Linked DNA regions of Sus scrofa: region 2 is linked to region 1. A link is a contact called in public HiChIP or PLAC-seq data. All regions are on one chromosome and are shown on one strand. The core of a region is the stretch at or near the end of the contact, and the rest is flanking DNA. Distances in the headings are between cores, read along the strand shown.

Evidence for each region. HiChIP or PLAC-seq counts read pairs in DNA pulled down with a chosen protein or histone mark.
Region 2: a contact with region 1 is called in an H3K27ac HiChIP or PLAC-seq map of alveolar macrophages. The contact joins two enhancer-like sites. A contact is called at or near these places in 2 of 2 datasets of contacts at active chromatin or transcription factors (alveolar macrophages and skeletal muscle).

The regions. Positions count from the first base shown.
Region 1 is chr9:122,567,986-122,574,301 of Sscrofa11.1, forward strand. All of the region lies in intron 1 of STX6 (syntaxin 6), which reads right to left. Among named protein-coding and RNA genes, the nearest start is that of STX6, 9.4 kb to the right of the region's middle. Within about 2 kb of position 3,251, at least 1 of the 83 cell types and tissues checked has an H3K27ac peak or open chromatin away from gene starts, as enhancers often do. A contact at or near this core is called in alveolar macrophages, where this site is marked.
Region 2 is chr9:122,698,406-122,704,721 of Sscrofa11.1, forward strand. All of the region lies in intron 1 of LOC102161394 (a long non-coding RNA gene), which reads left to right. Among named protein-coding and RNA genes, the nearest start is that of IER5, 68 kb to the left of the region's middle. Within about 2 kb of position 3,741, at least 12 of the 83 cell types and tissues checked have an H3K27ac peak or open chromatin away from gene starts, as enhancers often do. A contact at or near this core is called in alveolar macrophages, where this site is marked.

The DNA of each region.
Region 1 (6,316 bases), core at 2,001-4,500:
TCTAACACCATACACAAACATAAATTTAAAATGGATTAAAGACCTAAATGTAAAACCAGATATTATAAAACTCTTCGAGGAAAACATAGGTCGAACACTCTCTGAAATAAACTACAGCAGTATCTTGTCAGATCCACCTCCTAAAGTAATGACAATAATAACAAAAATAAACAAATGGGACCTAATTAAACTTAAAGGTTTTTGCACAGCAAAGGAAACCCTAAACAAAATGAAAAGACAACCCATAGAATAGGAGAAAATACTTGCAAATGAAGCAACTGACAAGGGTTTAATTTCCAAAATATATAAACACCTCCTGCATCTCAATATCAAAAAAACAATCAACCCCATTAAAAAATGGGCAGATCTAAACAGACACTTCTCCAAAGAAGACATACAGATGGCCTGAACATACATGAAAAGATGTTCAACATCACCAATTATTAGAGAAATGCAAATCAAAACTACCATGAGGTATCACCTTACACTAGCCAGAATAGCCATGATGAAAAAGTCTACAAACGATAAAAGCTGGAGAGAAAAGGGAAGCTTTTAACACTATCAGTGGGAATATAAATTGGTGTAACCACTATGGAGGGTCCTCAAAAAACCAAAAATAGAATTACCAATATGATCCAGCAATCCCACTCCTGGGCATCTTTCCAGAGAAAGCCGTAACTCGAAAAGATAATGTGTACCCCAATGTTCGCTGCAATGCTATATACAAGAGCCAAGGCATGGAAGCAACCTAAATGTCCATCAACAGAGGAATGGATAAAGAAGATGTCGTATATATAGTCCGTGGAATATTACTCAGCCATAAAAAAGAATGAAATAATGCCATTTGCAGCAATATAGATGGACCTAAAAATTATCATGCTAAGTTGGACAATGAGACACAAACACCTTATGATATCACTTACATGCGGAATCTAAAAAAGGATACAAATGAATTTATTTGCAGAACAGAAACAGACTTTGAAAAACTTATGATTTTCATAGGGAACAGGAGGAAGGGATGGACTTGATGGTGGGGATGGAAATGTTCCAAAATTAGGTTGTAATGATGGTTGTACAACTATAAATATAATTAAAAATTTTTTTTAAATCCTGGGACTTATCATATCCTCATGGATATGAACTCCCTATGACACTGAAAGCCACACCAACTCCCCCTGGGACCACGTGCAATGCAGAGCTTCTTTCCCAGGAAACAAATGTCAAAAATGAAAACACAGTCCACATCTTCAAAGAATGTATCTTTCAGGCAAAAATAAAGTCATTCAAGCTTTCAAAACTGAATTCTTTCATTCTTTATAAAAAAAAGGGTTGACACTGGCAGGATTAACCAACTCATTTTGTTTTTGAAGTGAACCCAGTACTAAACCCCGGTCACTGCTAGTTGAGCCTTTCCCATTCAACGTTCCAGTCTATTCCACCACAGTGAAGGGCTCACCATACCTACCGACCCTTAGGCAATACATCAGATATCCAGAAAATCAAAATTTTCTTATCTGGATCTCACCATTTGTCAGAAAGATGGGAGGAAGAAGTATTTCAACCATTAGGGAGCTTATGTTCCCCAGAATCTGTCATTCAGTTGTGGCAACAAATTACAGGATAATCATAGCTGCAACCTTCATCAGCCTTTTGATTTCTCCATTCTTCTTTGACCATGCTGACAGGCTCTGAACTGGCATCCATTCCTGTTACTGTGCTTGTATAGCAATTACTCCAAAACTTAATGACACTAAACAACCATTTCTTATGCTCATGGATTCTGTGGGTCAAGAATTTGTGCTGAACACAGAAGGGATGGCTTAATCCTGCTCCATAACATCTGGGGCCTCAGCTGAAAGACTCAATAGGCTGGGGCTATAGGAGCAGGTGCTCTTCATAGCATCTCTGTGTTTGCATAGCCTCTCCACGTGAGCTCTCCAGCACAGTGGCGTCAGTAGAGCTGGACTTATGTCCCCAAGTCAGAAAGATGTAGGTTGATGCTGAATTGGTTGTCTTTTGTGACAAGTTTCAGGAATCAAGCAGTGTCGTTTCTGCCCCATTTTGTCAGTTGAAGTAGTTATGAAGGTCTGCCCAGGTTGAAGTGAAAGGAACGAGAATCTTAGTTTGATAGAAGAATGTCAGCCTCAAATTTGAGAAAAGCAAATGGGACAGGATATATATTGGGGCAGCCATCTTTGGAAAAACATAACATGCCACAACATTTATATTTGCGGCAGCACCTGTCCTGCATGTCTCTTTACAGAGAGGCCCCTATTTCATCAACACAGAGAGGCTAATGAAGGCAGATGGTTTCCATTCTACTAATGAAACCTGAAAAACCCAAGCTGTGCAAGCCTCTGCAACCCTATCACCTTCCCACCCCATAGCCCATCAACCAGTTTCACCACCAACCCCTGGGGCTAGGTGAGGAGGAGCTCTTTTTACCGTTTGACTTCCACATTCACACCGTTTGTATTTAAAGGTAAAAACACACACGCTCTGCACTTGACCTTACTGCCATTTTGTAATTCAATTTCACTGTGATATCTTTCTCAATAATTCTCATGGAGGGGAAGTCTTTTGTTACCTATAGTTATACACACTTTTAACCTCAATCTGCTGCCATTTCCACAACCCCCGTGGGATAGCATAATGCTGCCAATGCAGGTCAAAGTCACGGGTGACTTGAACTCATCCTCATTTTCAGTGTACTTGACACTACAGCCTTTCTATTTTCTTCAAACTCTCACTTTGTTGTTTTTGTGGCATTGTGCTCTTCTAGTTTCTACCAATTTTCGCTTTCCTATTCCTCTACCTGGTCCCAGCGTTTCTCAGCATTTAAAAAAAAAAAAAAAAAAAAAAAGACAAGCTGCTGCAGTGACAACACCAAATCCTTAACCCCCTGTGCCACAAGAGAACTCCCTCAGCACTCTTTTTACAGCTTCTAAGTGGCTTGTCAACACTAGCAGGTTCAAAAAAATCCCTTGAAGCTGGTACCTCCCCAAATCCATTTCCAACCCTAATAATTCGCCTGGGACTAATTCCTGTATTTTTAGCTGCCTATAGGATCATCCCATTTGCCTAAAACCAAACAGTTCATATCCTCCCTCTGAAAAAGCAAGTATTCAAACAACAAAATAAAACAGGGGAAAAAAAAAAAAAAAAACCCACCAAACTGCTTCCTTCTCTAACTTCTCCATTATAGTTAACAGTGACACTATTTTCCAAGATTTGAAACTTGTCTAGACAAGCATCACTTCTGACTCTTCCTCTGACTTCTCACCTTGCACAACCTCAGCTTAAGCTGCACCACTGGATTTTAGATCTGGAAGCAACTTTCAAGATTACTAGTCTGTACTTACTGACAAATAAAGAGAACTGGTGTTCAGACTTTTTAGCTGCTGGCCTCAGGTTCTTCAGAACCAGGGTATGAGGTGTCTTCCAGTACTAACAGCTACTTAATCCCACCTTTGCAAAGCCCCCAGACAAATCTATTTTCTTTAGGGAATTAGAAGACCTGGGGTCGAGCCCTTAGAAGTTGTTTGACTATAAGCAAGTGCATGGTAACCGCTACATTAAAACTGTCTCCTGATGAAGAATTTACATTAGGAAACAGATTACATTTAAAGTCCTCAACTGGGTATTCCACGCAGCCACCGCAGCCTCCTCCTCCTCCTCCTCCTCCAAAACTGGCTGACTTTAATTTCCAATCTGAAACAAAATCTGTTTCAGCTGGCAGGTCTCCCTACCCTCCCTTTCCTCACTCCAGGTCTAGGGCTCTAGACTTTCACTCACTGATTCCCCATCCCCAGGCGGAGGAGTCCTTATACCTCTGCAAATGAAAAGCAACATTTCCTCTAAGGCCCAGACTGAGGCCTTACCTGCTTCACTGAGGTGCCCCTGATCATCATTCCCACTGGGGTGGGGGTCTTTCTAAGTTTTTTCAAAATCTCCACAGCATCCCAGCTCTACTCCAAAATCGTACACATAATGCACACTTTCTCCCACATTCTTTCACAAAATCTGCACAGTATCCTCCAAGCTAGACTATAATTTCAGGAGCCAACCATAGTATCAATAAATCTTTAACAAATGTTTGCAAAGTGGTTTTACAATGAAACATCTGATTGATTTTTAAAAAGTAGAAAATGAGACCTGACTTATATTCAATTTTACTGATTAAAATTACTCTGCAAACAATAATTTTCATATTAACTATGGCAATAAACAGTTTTCTCAACACTGTGAATAAAATGCACAATGCCTGCCTCAAAGGACCTCATAACTAGTGTTAAAAAGGCTGTATACGCAAATACACAGAGAGAGAGAAAGAAATACTACTCACCCAGAAAAAAAGAATGAAATAATGCCATTTGCAGCAACATGGATGAACCTAGAGATTATCATACTAAGTGAAGTAAATCAGGGGAAGACAAACACCATATGATAACATCTATATGTGGAGTCTAAACTATGATACAAATGAACTTATTTCCAAAAAAGAAATAGACTCCAAACTTATGGTTACCAAAGGGGATAGGAAATAGGGGAGGGATAAATTAGGAGCCTGGAATTAGCAGATACACACTACTATATATAAAATAAACAACAAGGTCCCTCAGTATAACTAAGGAACTATATCCAATACCCTGTAATAAACCATAACAAAAAAGAATATATATGTTTATATATAGGACCGAATCACCTTCTATACACCAGAAACTAACACAACTACAAGGTAAATCAACTACAATGAAAAATACAGAAAAAAAAAAAAAAAAAAAGATTGTACCTATAGACAAGATGGTTAGAGAATAATGCAATGTAATATATACTGTCTTGCTTGCTTATGCCGTTATTTCAACAATGACCCACAGCCAAGAGCCTGGAAATAAAACTATCCTTGTTTAGATAGACAAAGCTCCCAAACCAGCAAAACAGTCAAGAACCACAGCATTCATGCTTTTTATCTACAGGAGAGGCTCACTTGGTACCAAAATACTCTCATATTCCAATGCTCAATTTCTTAGTGACTCCCTCCAATTAGAAGTTGCAAAGAAGACAAAGAAAAAAACAAACCAACCTGAAGAACCCCAAACTCAAAATGGGTCCACTCATCAAATAAAGTTCTTAATGAACACAAAGGTGAAAGCGACATAATTCACCTAGCAAATTAGTCAAGATTTCTTAAAATGAGAATCTCAGTACCGGCAAAGGATTAGGGGAAAAGGACCCCTCAAACTTTGGGGGTATATAGGGAGTAGAGGGGTGATGGGGTGTATCGTGGAGGGCAATTTGGTAATATGCATTAGAAGCTTTGAAAATGTGCATGCCCTCTGAATCAGCAATTCTGCTACAGGAATACAGGCTATAGAAATAATCAGAAGCAGAACTGAAGACCTGTGACAAGCAGGCTTATCACTATATGTAATAGCGAAAAATTTAGGAACATCATAAATGTCACCCTGGGTGATAAATTATATAACACTTACATGACCAAATACAATGCAGTCATTAAAAAGCCTCCCTACCAAAGGCATTTTAAGGACTTACAGAAATACAGGTGAAAAGATTAAGACAGTATGATCCCAATTTCTTAAATGATTATTAAAAATACTCATTTATATAAATCCTGGCCTTTCCAGTGACAAGCTCTTGAAGTTGGAAGTTTGTTTCTACACTCTCTAAATTTCATTTTCTTCATTTATAAAATGATAATAATAGTACTAGTATCTACTTCATAAGGATTAAAAAGACAATCCCTGTCAGGTTCTCAGTACAGTGCCTGATATACAATAAGAGATCAAAAAGTGACGGATAGTATTACATAACACTATTAGTAGAAACATAGATCAAAAAGACATCAAAATTTTAGGGAGCTCCCTGGTGGTCTAGTGGTTAGGACTTGGCACTTTCACCACTGTGGCACAGGTTTGATCCCTGGTCTGGGAACTGAGATGCTACAACGAGATGAAGCACAACATGGCCAAAAATAAAAAATTTAAAAAAAGACATGGAGTTCCCATTGTGACACAGCAGAAATAAGTCCAACCAGTAACTACAAGGTTGCTGGTTTGATCCCTGGCCTCGAGCAGTGGGTTAAGGATCTGGTGTTGGTATGAGCGTGGTGTAGGTCAAAGACGCAGCTCAGATCCTGCGTTGCTGTGGCTGCGGCCTGCATTTGTAGCTCTGATTTGACCCCTAGCCTGGGAACTTCCATATGCCCCCGGTGCAGCCCTAAAAAGCACACACACACAAAAAAGACACCAAAATTTTCACTAAATTTTTCTGGATGGTGGCATTTCAATGAATTCTT
Region 2 (6,316 bases), core at 2,491-4,990, 130 kb after region 1:
GGGGAGGGGGGCGTCTGTCTTGCTTCCCTTCTAGGGATGGCCCATGACGCTCAGTGTGGAGCTGTCATTCCAGGGGCACGTCCTGAAAAGGAGGCTCTTGCTGTCTGAAAACCACTTTCCTAGAGGGGGTGGGGGTAGCAGTTTGTTAAACAGAAAACCCGAAGCACTGCCAGCTCATTGCTGTAAAATAATAAGCCTTTGCTCTGTGCAGCCCAGCGCTGGTGCCCACAGCTCTGCCCAGCGGAAGGCCCGGTCCCAGCCTGTGAGGGGCTGACCATGTGCGAGGAGACACCTGTGCCCAGAGAGGTGGCTTAGACTCTCAATGCAGACGGTGCTCTGAGGGAAGGAGCGCCACCCATAGCCAGTGCCACAGGGGGTGTGGGGGTGGGATGGGCATGCTGATGCTTAGGGCTCTCAGGAAGGCTTCCTGGGGGAGGTGGGCTTGATCTAGCTATCCAAAGAAGGATCCCACTCCCCCAACAGAGGGAAAGAGGAGAAGGAAGGAGAAGAGTGTGAGCAAAAGCCCTGAGGCCAGCTGAGTCACTGGGTGGCGGGTATGTAGGGGTTGGGGTGTTGGGAGAGGTGGGGGCGGCTCCTGTGTGCACGAAGAAGGGTGTAGGATGGTTGGGGGCTCAGAGGCCAGAGAGGGAGCATCTGAAAGAACCCTGTGGGCAGTGGACGCTAGCGAGAGTTTTCTAGAGGGGTGGGCGGCGATGTTTGCAGCGCAGGGTCTCAGGATGATCTTCCTAGCAGCTCTACTTGGGGTTGAGTGATGGGACACTGAGGGTGTTGTGGGCTACACAGGTTAGGACAAGGGAGAGCCTGGGACTTAGGCTAAGTGTCCCCTGTGAGAGTGAGAAAGTTGGGAAGGACAGGGGAGCGGACAGGATCTGATGATGGCTTGGATTTGGGGAGGATGCGTCAGGAACGGCCGGTCTGAGCTGTGACGCAGGTTGCAGATGCGGCTTGGATCCCGTGTTGCTGAGGCTGTGGTGTAGGCCAGCAGCTGAAGCTCCAATTTGACCTCTAGTCTGGGAACTTCCATATGCTGTAGGTGTGGCCCTAAAAAGAAAAGAAGGAAAGAAAGAAAAAAAGAATGGTCCAAGGGGTGGCATTGGGCTTCTAGGTAGACACGTCTGGGGGGGGGTCCGTCCTTTATGGCGAGAGGAGGTGAGCTTGTGTAGCACGTGAGGTGGGGTTGTGACCATGGGGTGGGGAAGTCCAGAGGTTCTTAGCTAGAAGGCAAGAAGCCTTGGAGACTGACCGAGGTGGGGTGGCTGGGGTGGTGACAGCTGGAGGAGCAGAGGGGTCATGGCAAAAAAAAAAGTGCCTGAGAGAGAAAAGCAGAGGAGCTGTTAGAGGACCAGGACCCAGCTCTGGACCAGGAGGGAACGTGGGGGCGTGAGGTCAGGGAGAGGCGGGGGGCCTTGGGCAGGAGCCTCTGGCTGCAGAATGAGGACGTCTTCTGCCCCCAGAGGTCCCCTTTCTCTTCCTGACTTCAGGGCTTGCTGTGTGGTCATGTTGGTTACCTTTCCGTGCACCCCGCTTCCCTGTGAGCCCAAGAAGGCCTCCCCCCCACCCCGCTTTGTGCCTGTGCCCAATGCGGGGCCTGGCATTCAGCAGCTGCTACACAGTGAAGAAAGGAGCTTACCTGGCAGGTGAGCTGTGTGAAGTCCTAGTGGTGTTGGAGCAGCAGACTGTTGTCAGGAAGCTGGGCCCCTGGCCCACTAAGTGGGGAGGAGGTGGGTTTGGGTCAGAGTTTGTTGAAGATTGTGGTGCGAGGAGGGGAGGGCGAGCTTGAGTGGGGTGGGGAGTCCCAGGCCAGGAACCAGAGGTGATGGGGAGGGAAGGGGAGGGCAAAGCTGCAGGAGAGCTTGCAGTTCCCGAGGAGGAGGAGGAGGAAGCTTATGCAGTTGGCTCCCTGGAGTTGGAGCACAGGGAGATGCTCAGTCACTTTGTCCATGTGGCTTAGGCAGATGATTCCCCCTCCTGCGAGGAGGTCTGAGGTGGGGAGCCACCTGGGCAGGCGGTTCATGCAGAGCCTGCTGCAAACTCAGGCATTACTCATCCTGGGTAGTGGCCAAGGGGCGGAGTAACCAGGAGCCCGAGCTGGCAGGGGGCCACAGGGTGAGGCTGGTCAGAGGCCTGGGGTGCTGGGCTGGGGCTGTAGTGAAGAGGCAGGAGTTGGGAGGATGTGGGAGAGTGGAGCTGGATCAGGATGCAGAGATCATGGGGGGTGTGGTCTTGAGACAGAGAGGAGGGGGAGAAGTGCTGTCTAGATCCGAGGGGATAGGCTTTGTTTGGGTGTTGAAGTATAGTTGATTTACAGTGTTGTGTTAATTTCTATTATACAGCAAGGTGACTCAGTTACATACATACATATATATATATATATATATATATATATATATATATAATGTTCTTTTTCGTATTCTTTCCATTATGGTTTATCACAGGTAATAGAATATGGTTCCCTGTGCGGTAGAGTAGGACCTTGCTGTTTATCTGTCCTGAATGTAATAGTTTGCACCGGAGTTCCTGTTGTGGCTCAGTGGTTAATGAACCCAACTAGGATCCATGAGGATGAGGGTTCAATCTCTGGCCTTGCTCAGTGGGTTAAGGATCCAGCATTGCTGTGAGCTGTGGTGTAGGTCGCAGATGTGCCTCGGATCCCCCGTTGCTGTGGCTCTGGTGTAGGCCAGCGGCTACAGCTCCAATTAGACCCCTAGCCTGGGAACCTCCATATGCCGCAGGAGCGGCCCTAGAAAAGGCAAAGAAAAAAAAAATAGTTTGTACCTGCTAATCCTAAACTCCTAAGCCTTCCCTCTTCCACCCCCTTCTTCGGCAACCACAAGTCTGTTCTCTGTGAGTCTGTTTCTTTTTCGTATATAGGTTTATTTATGTCATATTTTAGATTCTCCATAGAAGTAATATGATATGATATTTGTCTTTCTCTTACTGACTTACTTTGTTTGATAATCTCTCAGTCCATCCATGTTGCTGCAAATAGCATTATTTCATTCTTTCTTACGGCTGGTAATAGTCCATTGAATATATGCACCACATCTTTTTCATCCATTCATCTGTTGATGGACCTTTAGGTTGTTTCCATGTCTTGGCTGTGGTAAGTAGTGCTGCTCTGAACACTGGGGTTTATGTATCTTTGTGACTTATAGTTTTGTCTGGGTATATGCCCAGAAATGGGATTGCTAGATCATATAGCAACTCTAGTTTTAGTTTTTTGTGTTTTTTTTTTTTTTTTTTGTCTTTTTACCTTTTCTAGGGCCGCTCCTGTGGCATATGGAGGTTCCCAGGCTAGGGGTCTAATTGGAGCTGTAGCTGCCAGCCTATTCCACAGCCACAGCAACTCGGGATCCGAGCTGTGTCTGCAACGCACACCACAGCTCACAGCAACACTGGATCCTTAACCCACTGAGCAAGGCCAGGGATCGAACCCACAACCTCATTGTTCCAAGTCGGATTTGTTAACCACCGAGCCATGATGGGAACTCCTAGTTTTAGTTTTTTGAGCAACCTCCACACTGTTTTCCCTGCTAGCCTCACCAGTTTACATTCCCACCGACAGTGTGGGAGGGTTCCCTTGTTTCCACACTCAAGGGGGTAGGTTTTAACAGAACTTATGTTGTCTGGGCCATTTCCATGTGAGGCTGTGCGTGTGAGGAACTGAACTGCCCCCTCACCCTGACCTTGATTCTAGGCTGCTGGCCTGTGATTTTGTCCACGTTAAGGGAAGAGAAATCTCCCCATCTCCCCTTGGGGAGAGTTGTTACTTTTGCTGACAAGCACACTATGCTTCCTCTTTTCTGATTTCAGAGAAGAGCTACACATTTCCTTCAGGGAAAGGGGAACCAGTTCCCAAAGCTGTCAAAACGGTGGCCTCTGAAAAAAAGAAACCAAAAAAACCCAAATCCAACCAAGAACCATGAGATTGTGGGTTCGATCCCTGGCCTTGCTCAGTGGGTTAAGGATCCAGCGTTTCCGTGAGCTGTGGTGTAGGTCACAGAGGCTTGGATCCGACGTTGCTGTGGCTCTGGCGTAGGCCGGCAGCTGTAGCTCTGATTAGCCTCCTTCCCTGGGAACCTCCATATACCACGGTGCGGCCCTAGAAAAGCAAAAACAAAACAAAACAAAAAAAGTGGCCTCTGAAATTTGGCCCCTGGGAGAAAAGTGGCCTCTGAAAAGTGGCCCCTGGGAGAGGGCCTCTCAGGCCCCTGTCCCCAGACTCAGCCCGTTGGGGCAGAAAGAGCGTTTTCCTTCATCTCAGGCCTGTTCTAGGCCAGTGATTCTCAGCTGTGATTGAACAACAGTATTTGCCCAGGAGCTTTAAAAAATCCTATTGCCTAGGTAGCTGTGGGATCAGCCAAATATGACTATGACTGGGAGTGGGCATTGTGTGCTGGAAAGCTCCCCCAGAGCTTCCTGGGTACAGCCAGGCTTGGGAACCTCAGACCACATGCTGTCCCGTAAATGCCTCTTTATTTACAGCTTGTAACCCGATCTGGCCAAGAGCTGGGCAGGTGTGCTGATAGTGTGGTGCTTCAAGGTTTAGGGGAAAGGTGAGTAGGGCAAAGGGTAACCACCAGCATGAAATGCTTCTGAGTTAGAGATTGTCATCTGTCTTCTCACTGTTGGACAGCTGCTTGTACCTGGCACAGGCCCCTGTCCTTGTTCTCAAGGGTTAGAAAACTCCACCTGCACCTCTCTCTTTGCTTCGCTGGCTCCCTGTCTATATGTAGATCAGACTATTATGCATGTGTCTTAGTTGGCTCGGGCTGCTAAGTCTGGGTGTATTAAACAACAAACTTCTCATGGGTCTGGAGGCTGGGAAGTCCTAGATTGGGGTGCCAGCACGGTGGGGTTCTGGTGAGAGCTTTGCAGATGCTCACCTTCTCCTGTATCCTCACGTGGCAGACAGAGGAAGCTCTGGCGTCTCTTTCTCTTCTTAGAAAGGCACTAACCCCATCATGGGGACCCCACCCTCATAACTTCATCAAAATCTAATTATCCCTTGAAGAGTCCATGTCTAATACCATCATATTGGGGATTAGCACTTTACCATGTGAACTGTGGGGGCACACAAGCCTTCAGTCCCTAGCAGCTTGATTATCTTATGCTACCAGAAAGTTTTCTCACCCTCACAGAGGAGTTAACAAGGTCTAGTTCATAACCTGACTTTGAGGGCCGGAAGAGGTACTACTTGGAAAATGCCTAACATAATTCCCAGCTCATTGCTGAAAACAACATATCAAAACCATTATTGACATTATTGTTCAGATATGTTGTGCTTTTGCTGTTTGGTTCTTAGGTTTTGTGATTTTCATTGTGATATCATTCTTTAGTAATTATTTTGCCTGGGCCCATGGGCTATAATTTCTTTGAAGCATTTGTGCTTGGAAATGTGTATCTATATCTATATCTGTCTTCTCTTGAATGAACAGTAGTTTAGCTGAGCAGAGTTCTGTGTTGATTAGTAATTTTCAGGACTTTGCCGGAAATTCTATCATGTCTTCTGGCATCTATTGCTGACAATGTTGCTAGCAGTTTTGTTTTTTTTTTTCTTTTTTTGTAGGTAGTAGTATTTTCTTGGTTATGATGTGTTTTCTTCATCCTTACATGTCCTTACATCACTGTGACATGTGGGCACCTCGACACATCATAGTGAAAATACAAGTTTCTGCATATCCATACTTAGAGTTCCTGGAGAATTCTAACTTTAATAGTGGAAAACTTCAGATGGTATCTCTTTGGGCATCATTTCTCTCTTATTCCTTTTTTCCTTTCTTCTGGAATCCCTGTTAGCTATATGTTGATGCCTGTTAGTCTACCTTCTGTGCCACTTACCTGCTCTTTCATATTTTAAAAAATACATTTTCCCTCTTTGTGCTGTTTCATGGGTGATTTTTTCAGTACTGCCTTCTAATTAATCTCTTCCACTATGACTTCATAGCATTTATCCCCTACGACTGAGTTTACATATTTCAATGCCTGTATTTTTTGCTTTATTGGTTCTTTTTCCTAAGTTGCTTTTTAAAATTTTGCCTGTTTGTTGTTTTAATAACTTAGGTTTTAAATATATGGTTTTGTATGTTTATATATAGGATCTTTGAGCATCTTAAACATTTCTTCATAGCACTTGTTACTGCTTGGCATATTGTACAATTTTGAAAAATTACCTGTCTCTTTCACTAGAATGTAAGTTCTATGCAGGTAGTCATTTTTTTTTGTTTATTATTATACCCTCAGTACCTAAAACAATATCTGAGAAATGTAAGCACTTAAGATATTTGCTGAATAA